2 separate regions of the Anser cygnoides genome follow, and region 2 is linked to region 1. Evidence: chromatin contacts called from public Hi-C data. All regions are on one chromosome and are shown on one strand. Each heading gives the region's core, a stretch centred on a gene start, on an enhancer-like site or on the middle of the called end of the contact. The rest is flanking DNA. Distances are from core to core; before and after follow the strand shown. Region 1 holds the start of LOC106034146 (transmembrane 4 L6 family member 1-like). Region 2 holds the start of SMCO4 (single-pass membrane protein with coiled-coil domains 4).

Region 1 (4,733 bases), core at 1,545-4,044:
CTCTGCACTCATGCTAGGTCGGCTCTGTGTTAGCTGGGGCTGTGCAGGTCTGGGATACACTGAGTAAAGGAAAACCTGAATAATGCCCGTCCTGCCAATTTCACCTTGCTGTTTGTACCTTTACAGGGCACCCTGACACTCCTGGATACAGGCAGGCCTGCTGACGGGGTACCTGCTGCCAGAGCAGGAGGGCCAGCTGGGGCTAGAACAGGCTATCTGCAAAACCCAGCTGATAAACCTGGCTCTGAAAAAGCCTCTTAGCAGTTTGATTCAGCGTAAACAGTGATTCTTCCTTGGGTAAATCAGCCTCCCTTTCCTTCAGTGGAAGAAAACATTACCAACAAAATGTCATAGGAAACAGCAACAAGAGATTGTTTGTGCCCTGGTGCCAAAGTGGAATAAATTGAACTGGGCAGAGCATCACTGTGCACCTATGAGATTTACACTCCAGATTTATACTCGAATAAATGACAATAGAACTGCCTGGATCCTTTTTGACGCACAGTATCAACAGCAAATAGGGCATTTTCTGTTTATTGCACTGCAAATGGGACACATCTATTAATAGACAAAGTGGGCAGTCAGATATGCCCTTCAGAAACCTGCACGGGGCTGTAATTCTTCAGCTTCTAACTCACGCAGTGCACCACCCTGGGAAATTGCAGGGCTGGAACTGTTTTCATTCCCAGCACGATGAACAGGAGGTTTTGCATATTTACGTCTCTTCTCTCAGTGTCCAGGCTACTACACATAACTGGAAAATTAATAAAGAGTTTGTGGCTAAAAAGAAATAAAAGGAGGACCAGAGCTCATGCACAGCAAGTCAATATAATCAGGAGACATTGATCAGTGGAACACAAAATGCTTTCGTTGCCTTCAAAGTCAATACTGCAGGGGGAAAAATAGATGTACACAATTGTATACACTCAGCTTAGCTGCAAAACAGTTCACAGACAAAATCCTGTTCTTCTAAGTATTTTATGGTTTCTGTCTGTTTGTTTCCATTTCTCCAGGGTGTCTATCACTTCAGAAACACAGGTAAGAGCCGAGCTCTCTGGAGATAACACAAACTTTCAGTTTGGGGATTTAAACAACTTTCCTGTGCTCTGCTTCGTTCTGTGCTGCTATTCTCATTCCAGTGGAAAGATCTTCAGCAGGCATAAAATGGGCCTTCTCCTGCGTTTTAACTCCTTTCCCTTGGAGATCACAGAGAAGGGCAGAACAAGAACTGTATTTCTGTATTTCAAGATGGACTGAGAAAGAATTTGGTTCAGTTCTCATCAAAGACTGAATACAGATCCCACTCAGTAATCTGTAAGTCTAAAAATATTCCTGAAGATAGAATTGTGTTTAATACAGCTTACCAGCATTTTTATTTTTCTTTAATGGCTAGAAGCTCTAGTCATCGGTTAAGCCCTGGAGTGAAAATTGTTGCACAAACACAGATGAAAGCACTGAACTCATCCTAAACAGTTTAAAATCTTTGTAGTAGCACAAAAGACAACAGGTTGCTGTAGATTAATTAAAAAGCACAAAACTGGCACAATATTGATTCTGTTCATTATGCACTTGCTTGAAAAAACTATTAAGTATTCAGTGGCAAAAGGCACTGAGGGGTATTTGAGACAGACACAGTTAAGTCTAGGTATTAAGTCTACACACTAAATGATCAGATGAGATAGGCTTTGGAAGGTGAAGAGAAGAAATTTAAAAATGGTCAGTAAAGAAATATACAGAGATAGGAACACAGCTTGGATGAGAAAGTGCAGACATGGACCTTGTACGCTGTCCCAGAGGTCTTTGAGCCAGGGAAAATAAAAGAAAAACTGAATCAAGGTCACGGATGCTGACCCCAAAGGAGACTTTTGGCTAGATGAAAATGGAAAACATGGCATCTTAGAGATATTATGTGCAAAACAGGAGTCTATCAAAACTCCTAGCAACCAGCATATGAGATTTACAGGGAGGTTCATCTTAAATATCATTATGAAATTTCCTTATTTGCTTCTTAACTCTTTACAAAAGCTGGCAGTCTCACTCCACATGCCCCAGCTGTCAGTGCAAGCTGATGACGGTCTTTAAATTGTTATAAATTGAAGACTTTAAATGCCATTAGGCTCTGTGCCTTTGCCCTTTCAAGGATTACCTGAGAGTTGCTTGCAAACCTCACCTTTTTGATTAATTCTTTGTTTCTTTTCCATGGAGTTGAAGCACCACCACATGAAACAGGGTGAAATGCTGTTGCCACTGACACCAGCTGAAGTTTGGGGCATGGATTCAGTAGTTCAGCTGCTTCTCTCACTTTTGCCATTTTTACTGTAATGAAGTTTATTTGCCTGAGATCACTCTATGGGCTTTTTAAAGGTTTTTCACTACCATGAGTCAGGTTGAAGACAATTTTCCCTGCATCCTCTGATTCTGGTGGTATTAAACATGCAACCTGGGGTCTGGAGTCTCAGGCTTTGCCCCTGTGCTTTTACAGCCACCCTGCCACACTTGTAAGTCCTCGTGGGTGGGATCCATCTGACCACAGATACCATCATCTATGCTTGAATATGCATTGAGATTCCTGCACCTTTGTAACACCTGCATTCGTTGTAACCCTACAGTAGCTCCTAAAATAGGTTGGGTAATTTTTCCCTTGAAAGTGCATGTTTCACCGGGAATAAAGGCATCCTGGTGTGACGTGCCTCACAGACATCTACAGTCATGTGAGATGGATTCCACCCTACGTGACCAATCTTTCACAGTGAGAATTTTTCTCCAAAGACAAGAAGAGGTTACTGAAAGAAGAAAGCCAGTGAGGTGAAGAGTGGGAATAATCCCCAAACCACACCTTACTCCCCTATGAGATTGTTATCTGCCCTTGTCTCTCACCCCTTGAGCTATCACTCCTACCCTCCCTTTTGGGCTGAAAGCAGCATGCTTTGGAGCAAAGCCAAAGCCAAACTTTAACCAACAAAAGCCTGCTGTGCGGAAGATGACTCTGCACCGACTGATGGAGTTTGCTGTACCACTGCCTTGTGCTTTGACCGCGCTTTCTGCACAGCACAGGGTGCTCCTCTTCATGTGCCTCTCCTCCCCTCTACAACTGCACATAGCCGAAATGGTTTTGGCAGTGGAGAGGGCTCCACCGATCCCAAATTCATGTCCTGGGGGGCTGAGGCATTGACCGCTGGAACGCTGCCCTCAAGTAATCGATCGGGCAGGGTGGCGCGCAAACCTCGTGCTGGCCAACCAGCAACAAGTTGGGGTATTTCCTCATTCTCTGGAGAGGAACCACTATTTGTTTAACAGAGGCCATCACCCGAAAACATCGGTGTGCCTCTCTCGGGCTGCCACGCTCCAGGAAAGGGGAGCTGGGAAGCTGGACGCAGGCCGTGGGAAGCTCTGGGGCCTGGAGGCCATCTTAGGCCCGTATAAAAGGTAAGCAGTGGTATTTCTTCTCTCAGCATTACAAAACAAAACTTTCTAAAGCCCTAGCTTGAAATTAGAAGCTCACTCTCAGCGCCTCGCCTAACGAAGCTGCAGAGAGTGCTTTTGTTTGCTGAATTAATAAAGCATTTTGAGCGCTTCTGGCAACCCAGAGTGTTTTCCTAAGCTGTAATAACACGGCCAGATCCTCTCTGTGATGTGCACAGGTCACAGAGCTGCGTTGATTTTGGTGGTGGAGGCTCTCGTTAGATCTGGCGATTGACGGTTGCCTGAATTCTCCTTGCAGTGTGAATTGGTGTTGAGATAGGTCAGGGCCGGATCCTTCCCGGCGTAAACCTGCGCTCTCCCAGCCAAAGCGGCGTCCTGCTCCCGAGCTCCAGGTGAGAATTAGGCCCTGCAGCTACGTGCGAGAGATGCGGAGGAGAGCGTGCAGCTCCCCGACAAGACCGAGCTGTACGCGAGGAGAAAAGGCTGTGCCCGTGCTTGTTCGCTCCTCTCTGCGGGGGGAGCAGGTGAAGCTGGGCAAACGAGTGGAAAAGCAAAAGTGGGAATGAAACGGGAGAGCAGGCAAAGGTCAACATAATAAAAAATACCAAATGCATTTGGCGCTTGGAGAAAGACAGTTAAAATACCTTTTTTTTTTTTTTTTTTCCTTCCATCCCCTCCCTGCTTCATCCTTCCTTTGCACATTGCCAGTCTGGTCAGATTTTTATCTTTTTAAGTCAGGGCTTTTTTCCAGATGCTTGCAAAATGCCCTGCCCAATTTTGAGCATTATATAAACAATAGGTAATGACCATAAACCAAGTTAAACGTTCCTTTCTGAAATAGTTTAATGCCAGATAACTTGTTTTAAAGCTGGATTAGAATGCATAATGTGATTATAAAGTACTCAGAAGATAATGCATATGAGCAGAGTGCTCTTATTAAATTCATAGCAACAGAGAACAATGCAATTTTTTGCTGTAGAAATGCAAACTCAGAAGTCTCTGGCAATTGCAGAGCCCTCGCAGCAATATACCGAATCCCTTCAAATCAGAGGTCTGAGAACACAGGTCTGTCTTCATGCCTTACCTCACCTTTTTGCTGTCTTCATTCTGTCATCAAAGCCGGGTTCAGTCTGTCTCTGGCTGTCTCAAAGATCTTCATACTGCCTTCTGCCTGGGCTTTTTTGCTTGGGAACCCAACCTGGATTGATTTCTGTACTCCTACTCTGCTTAATATCTTCCCAACACCAACTTTTGACACAAAACTTTCAGGATTAGCCAATGCACATGACTAAATTGAGGCAGGTTTCACT
Region 2 (4,327 bases), core at 1,206-3,705, 160 kb after region 1:
ACAGATTTTTAAAAGCATATGTGCATATTAAAAGACTAAGCTGCTACCATCACAGAGGTATAATACCAAAAAAGAAAAAAAAATCTGAATTTAATAATAACATTTCCCATCCTTTTATGCTACTGCATATAAAATCTATAAAGTCTAAGCAGGTTTAAGGGAGGATTACTGCACACTGATAATTCAAAACAATCTGAAAAGACTTTTTTTTTTTTCCTAGATTAAAAATAAAGTAATAAAGATTACAATATAATCCTGGCAGCAGATTTTACATCTACATCCAAAGGAGTTGCAGGTTTATTAAAGAACAGTGCAATGTCTTAAAATGTGAACCAAACCTTCTACTGAGCTGTACCGCAGACTCCGCTGCTGCAATCAATACTCCAAACAACCCTATTTTTCTTGGACAAAAAACCATACATATATCTGACATTTGAGGAAGCCAGGTGAATAAATCAATAGCTAAACAAAAATGCACTTAATCATATCTATTGTGGACAGATGCAGATTGGAAAATCCTATATGGTCCACATACATCCTTCTGCTTAAAGGTTAGAAATGAAACTGTTTCCTAAATGGCAATGTCCTGTTGTTACAGAGTAGTCCTGAAGCTAGAATGATTACAGTAGCAATTACCTGCCTGCCACCCAGCGCGGGTCAGATCTCTCCCTGCAACAAGTTCAGGTGTAGTTTGTTGTTCAGGTACTTCAGCATACATGCATAACTTAATAGCCAACACATTATGTCCTTTATAAGGGTAATAGCTTTACTGGAGTATGCAGGAAAAATTCACACGTACACTGTAATCCTAATGTGACTGAACTGCATGTTGTTACACAGTCCAATCAGTCCAAGGATGAATTCGATATATGCACACTTCATCCTTCCTTAATGGTTTTAAGTGATGACCACTATAGGACATTTCTCATGCCATTGCAGGTGATCATTAAACATACATAATAGCCCTATTAAATGATTATGGATAACTTTAGTGTCTTGGCCAAAAAAATTCTATGTCCGAAGGTACATTTGTGCACAGAACTGCTGCTTTGCTTAAAGGTGCTTTGCTTTACTTGACATTACTTCATAAAGCCCTTTGAGATAACCACAGTGTGAGAGATGTTTTAGAAAAACACAATTTTATTTCTTCTCTGCTTTAGCCCTAAGCAGTTCAGTGTTATTTGAACATCAGGAACAGCACTTCCTTACAACTTCAAAGTCAGATTCTAATCTCAAATTGGCAGTACACCTCGAGATTAAAAAATCTGCCCACAACTGGAAGAAATGGATGTTTTCAGCAGAAAGAAGTGCAATAGGAAGTAACAACATGACACTCCAATATCACTCAATTAGAAGGTATATTAAGGTTACATGAAGGTGCCTGATGAGAATGCTCTTGCAGGAAACATTTTGAACTCTGAGAAAAGCATTAGGAGAAGGATGACACCATTAAGCTCGGGAGCAGCTTTGTAGCTGTTATTAACCTGGGAGAAGGGGGAGATCCCTCCCGACTGACCTTTTCAGTGTAAACCTCCATGCCAGGCATTCGGATACCACGGAGCCCAGGTGATGTCTCCTATTTTCAAAACGCAACCCGGCAAAGGGGAAAATGCAAACAGATGCCCGAGATCTTTTATCGCCTACCAGTTGCAGCTACTGTCTCTTCAGGAACACAGCAAGGGATTTCTTCTTCTCGGTGAGAAAGGAGAGCATCTCCGCGGCGGAGCCAGCCTAAGCCATGAAGACCATGCAGCAGCTACAGATGTTTGGGGTCCTGCTGGTGCAGGCAGCAGCTTGGGGTGGGTGCAATAGGGTTTCTCAGTGAATTCACACTCCCACTGTCCCCATTCACTTGGAGGACATGGGGCATCTCTCTATGTGTGTTTGGGACGATCATTTCGGAGTTGGTAACAAGCGCTTCCCTCCCAATGCTATGCAAGAAAGTAATGTCAGTAATCTCCACTCTAATTCCACCTCTTTTCGCACTCCCTTATTTAATGAACAGACAAACGCACTTGTGATAAGCCTTTTACTGCAACACCAGAGAGAGAGATCTCCTCAGGAACAGACGATGATTTTGCGCCGGCCTTTCCAGCCGGCTGCCGTGCACCTGTCCCGTATGACCAGACACAGCGGGGGGCCGGTGGGGGGCTGATGGGGGACCAGTGGGGGATCAGGGGTCCGGTGGGGGACCAGTGGGGGTCCCTTCACCCTCTTCTACCGAGAAAAGCCGCCGAAGGGCTCCCCTGGCCGGTGCCCCCCCGGGGAAGGCAGCGCTGAGGCGGCGGCCTCCCGGCCCCTCAGCTTCCCGCCCTCACCTCAGGGCTCGCCTCAGGGGCGCCCTGAGGGGAGCGGGGCGAAGCTGGGGGGGGCAGCGGGACCCTCGGCGGGCGGCAGAGGGCGCCCCGAATTCCGCCAGAGAGGGGCCGGGAGGAGCCTCCGGCTCGGCTCGGCTCGGCTCGGCCGAGGAGGGAGGGAGGGGAGGAGGAGGAGGAGGAGGAGGGAGCTGCCACGTCCTCTGCGCCGAGCGGCGCCAGCCCCGCGCCTCACTCAGCCCCACGTGTGGCGGAGCGGGGAAGTTGCGGCGGGGAGCCCGGACTCTGCCCCTCTCTGGCCGCCCGTCCCTGCTCTCAGGAGGGCGCAGCTCAGAGTAAGGACTCGCGGCTGTCCCGGGGAGGAGGGGAGGGAAGGGAAGGGAGCGCTGAGGGGGGAGAGGTCGGGGCTCCGGGAGCCCACTCCGATCCTCCCCCCGGGGGGAGTCGCCGAGCTGAGGGGCTCCGGGCCGGCCGGCTTCCCGAGGACTTCCAGGGGGGCTCCGAGTGCTCCAGGGTGGTTAAAAGCGGAAAGTTTTGAAGTGAGGGGAAGCAGGGAGCCGGCCCCGGGAAGGAGGGACCCGGCTGTGAGGCGCCGGGGGCGGCCCGGCCCCGCCGGTGTTGAACGGCGACCCTGCAGGGGGGATCCGTGAGGAAAATAACTCTTGGAAATGAGGAAAAAAATCTCCTCAAAAGGCTCGAAACTTCTTCATCTGGCGTCTATTTCTTTAATTTCGCTTCCTCGGTCGCGAGGACGATCGTGTGTGAGGAAGGACCGAGACTTGTGTTTAAGCAGCCGACCGAGGGGGAAGTAAGCTCAGGAAAGCATTAAAAGGTGACCCAGGGGAAAGAAAAATAAGATAATCCGTTCTGAATGCAAATATGCTGCTTTTACCTCTTTCTTAAGCGCAGTGAATTCATTTGTTCGTGTGTTGTCCCTGCCGTGTGCTGCCGTGAGTTCAATTTGTAGCTTTTTTCGGTTCTCTGTACAGTTGGGTACCTTAAAAAATAATTTACTTTCCGCTATGTTTCTAAAGCCGTTATGCTTCACACCTTTTAAGACGGTAGGGAAAATAAATGTTGTCATGTTATGGAGATTTACATTCCGTGGTCCTGCCCCAAATTTGTGTCAGGTTTTTGTGGGCTCGAGCGGTGCCCGGCTGTGTTGGGGCCTCCTGGGGATTTTCGTGATCCTCTCAATTTGGAAAACCTGATTGTGTGTTATTTTTAGGTCTGTTGAAATTGTCTCCTTTAAATAAAACAAAAGTCTTGCAGAAATTCCCTGACATCCTATTAAAAAAAAAAAGTTTCTAATTAGTGCATTTTTAATAACTTTTTCTCTCTCTTTTAACTGCCTTTAGTGGCCTATTTATACCACGCAGACCTCCTAGACTGAAGTTAAGAAGAAAGCAGGTTTTAGACTGTTCTTAAGCTTTGTAGTTAGAAATTTCGCTCATCTTTGTCAGATAAATGAACAGCTCATTGTTATAGCAATTTTAGTTTTAACTTTCCCTCATGATGTGCAGGAAATGTAAAAGGGACGTTTACCAACAGGGATTTGGAGTGTGGTTGTCAAATACCCTTTATAATGTAGGGAATTCTAGGAACTACCTGTTTCTTTAGTGCTCTTTCCAGCAGGGACTCGCACAACTGTTATCTTCTGCTCCTCAAGAGGGTTTTGGCGAAGCTGTTGACTGCAAATGCAGAGTGATATAGAAGAGCATGGACAGCACTGATACATACAGAGGTAAAAATGAGCCGTTTACAGAGCTCTGGGCATCTTCAGAGGCTGCCAGAGTGGCTGTCGGAAAGCCCTGTTTCTAGGGAGTCCTTAGCAGAACACCCTCCTGGGGTGTGACCAGTGCTTGCAGGCCAACAGGACTGTCCCTGTTTTGCCCCACGAGAGGGTGAGAGGTAACGGGCACAAACTGAAGCATGGGAGGTTCTGGCTTAATATGAGGGGGCACTTCTTTACTGTGAGGGTGACAGAGCAATGGCACAGGGTGCCCAGAGAG

The links. A called contact is a pair of places that touch in the nucleus more often than the background predicts.
Region 2: a Hi-C map of liver shows a contact between it and region 1, with 4 times the contacts expected there. The contact joins the promoter of SMCO4 here to the promoter of LOC106034146 in region 1. A contact is called at or near these places in 2 of 7 Hi-C or Micro-C datasets (both in liver).

What each region holds. Positions count from the first base shown.
Region 1 is chr1:200,919,654-200,924,386 of Taihu_goose_T2T_genome, forward strand. It overlaps LOC106034146 (transmembrane 4 L6 family member 1-like), which reads left to right and starts at 2,795. Exons shown (of 6, transcript XM_048076519.2): 1 at 2,795-3,426.
Region 2 is chr1:201,084,159-201,088,485 of Taihu_goose_T2T_genome, forward strand. SMCO4 (single-pass membrane protein with coiled-coil domains 4) reads left to right here and starts at 2,456. Exons shown (of 2, transcript XM_048076504.2): 1 at 2,456-2,650.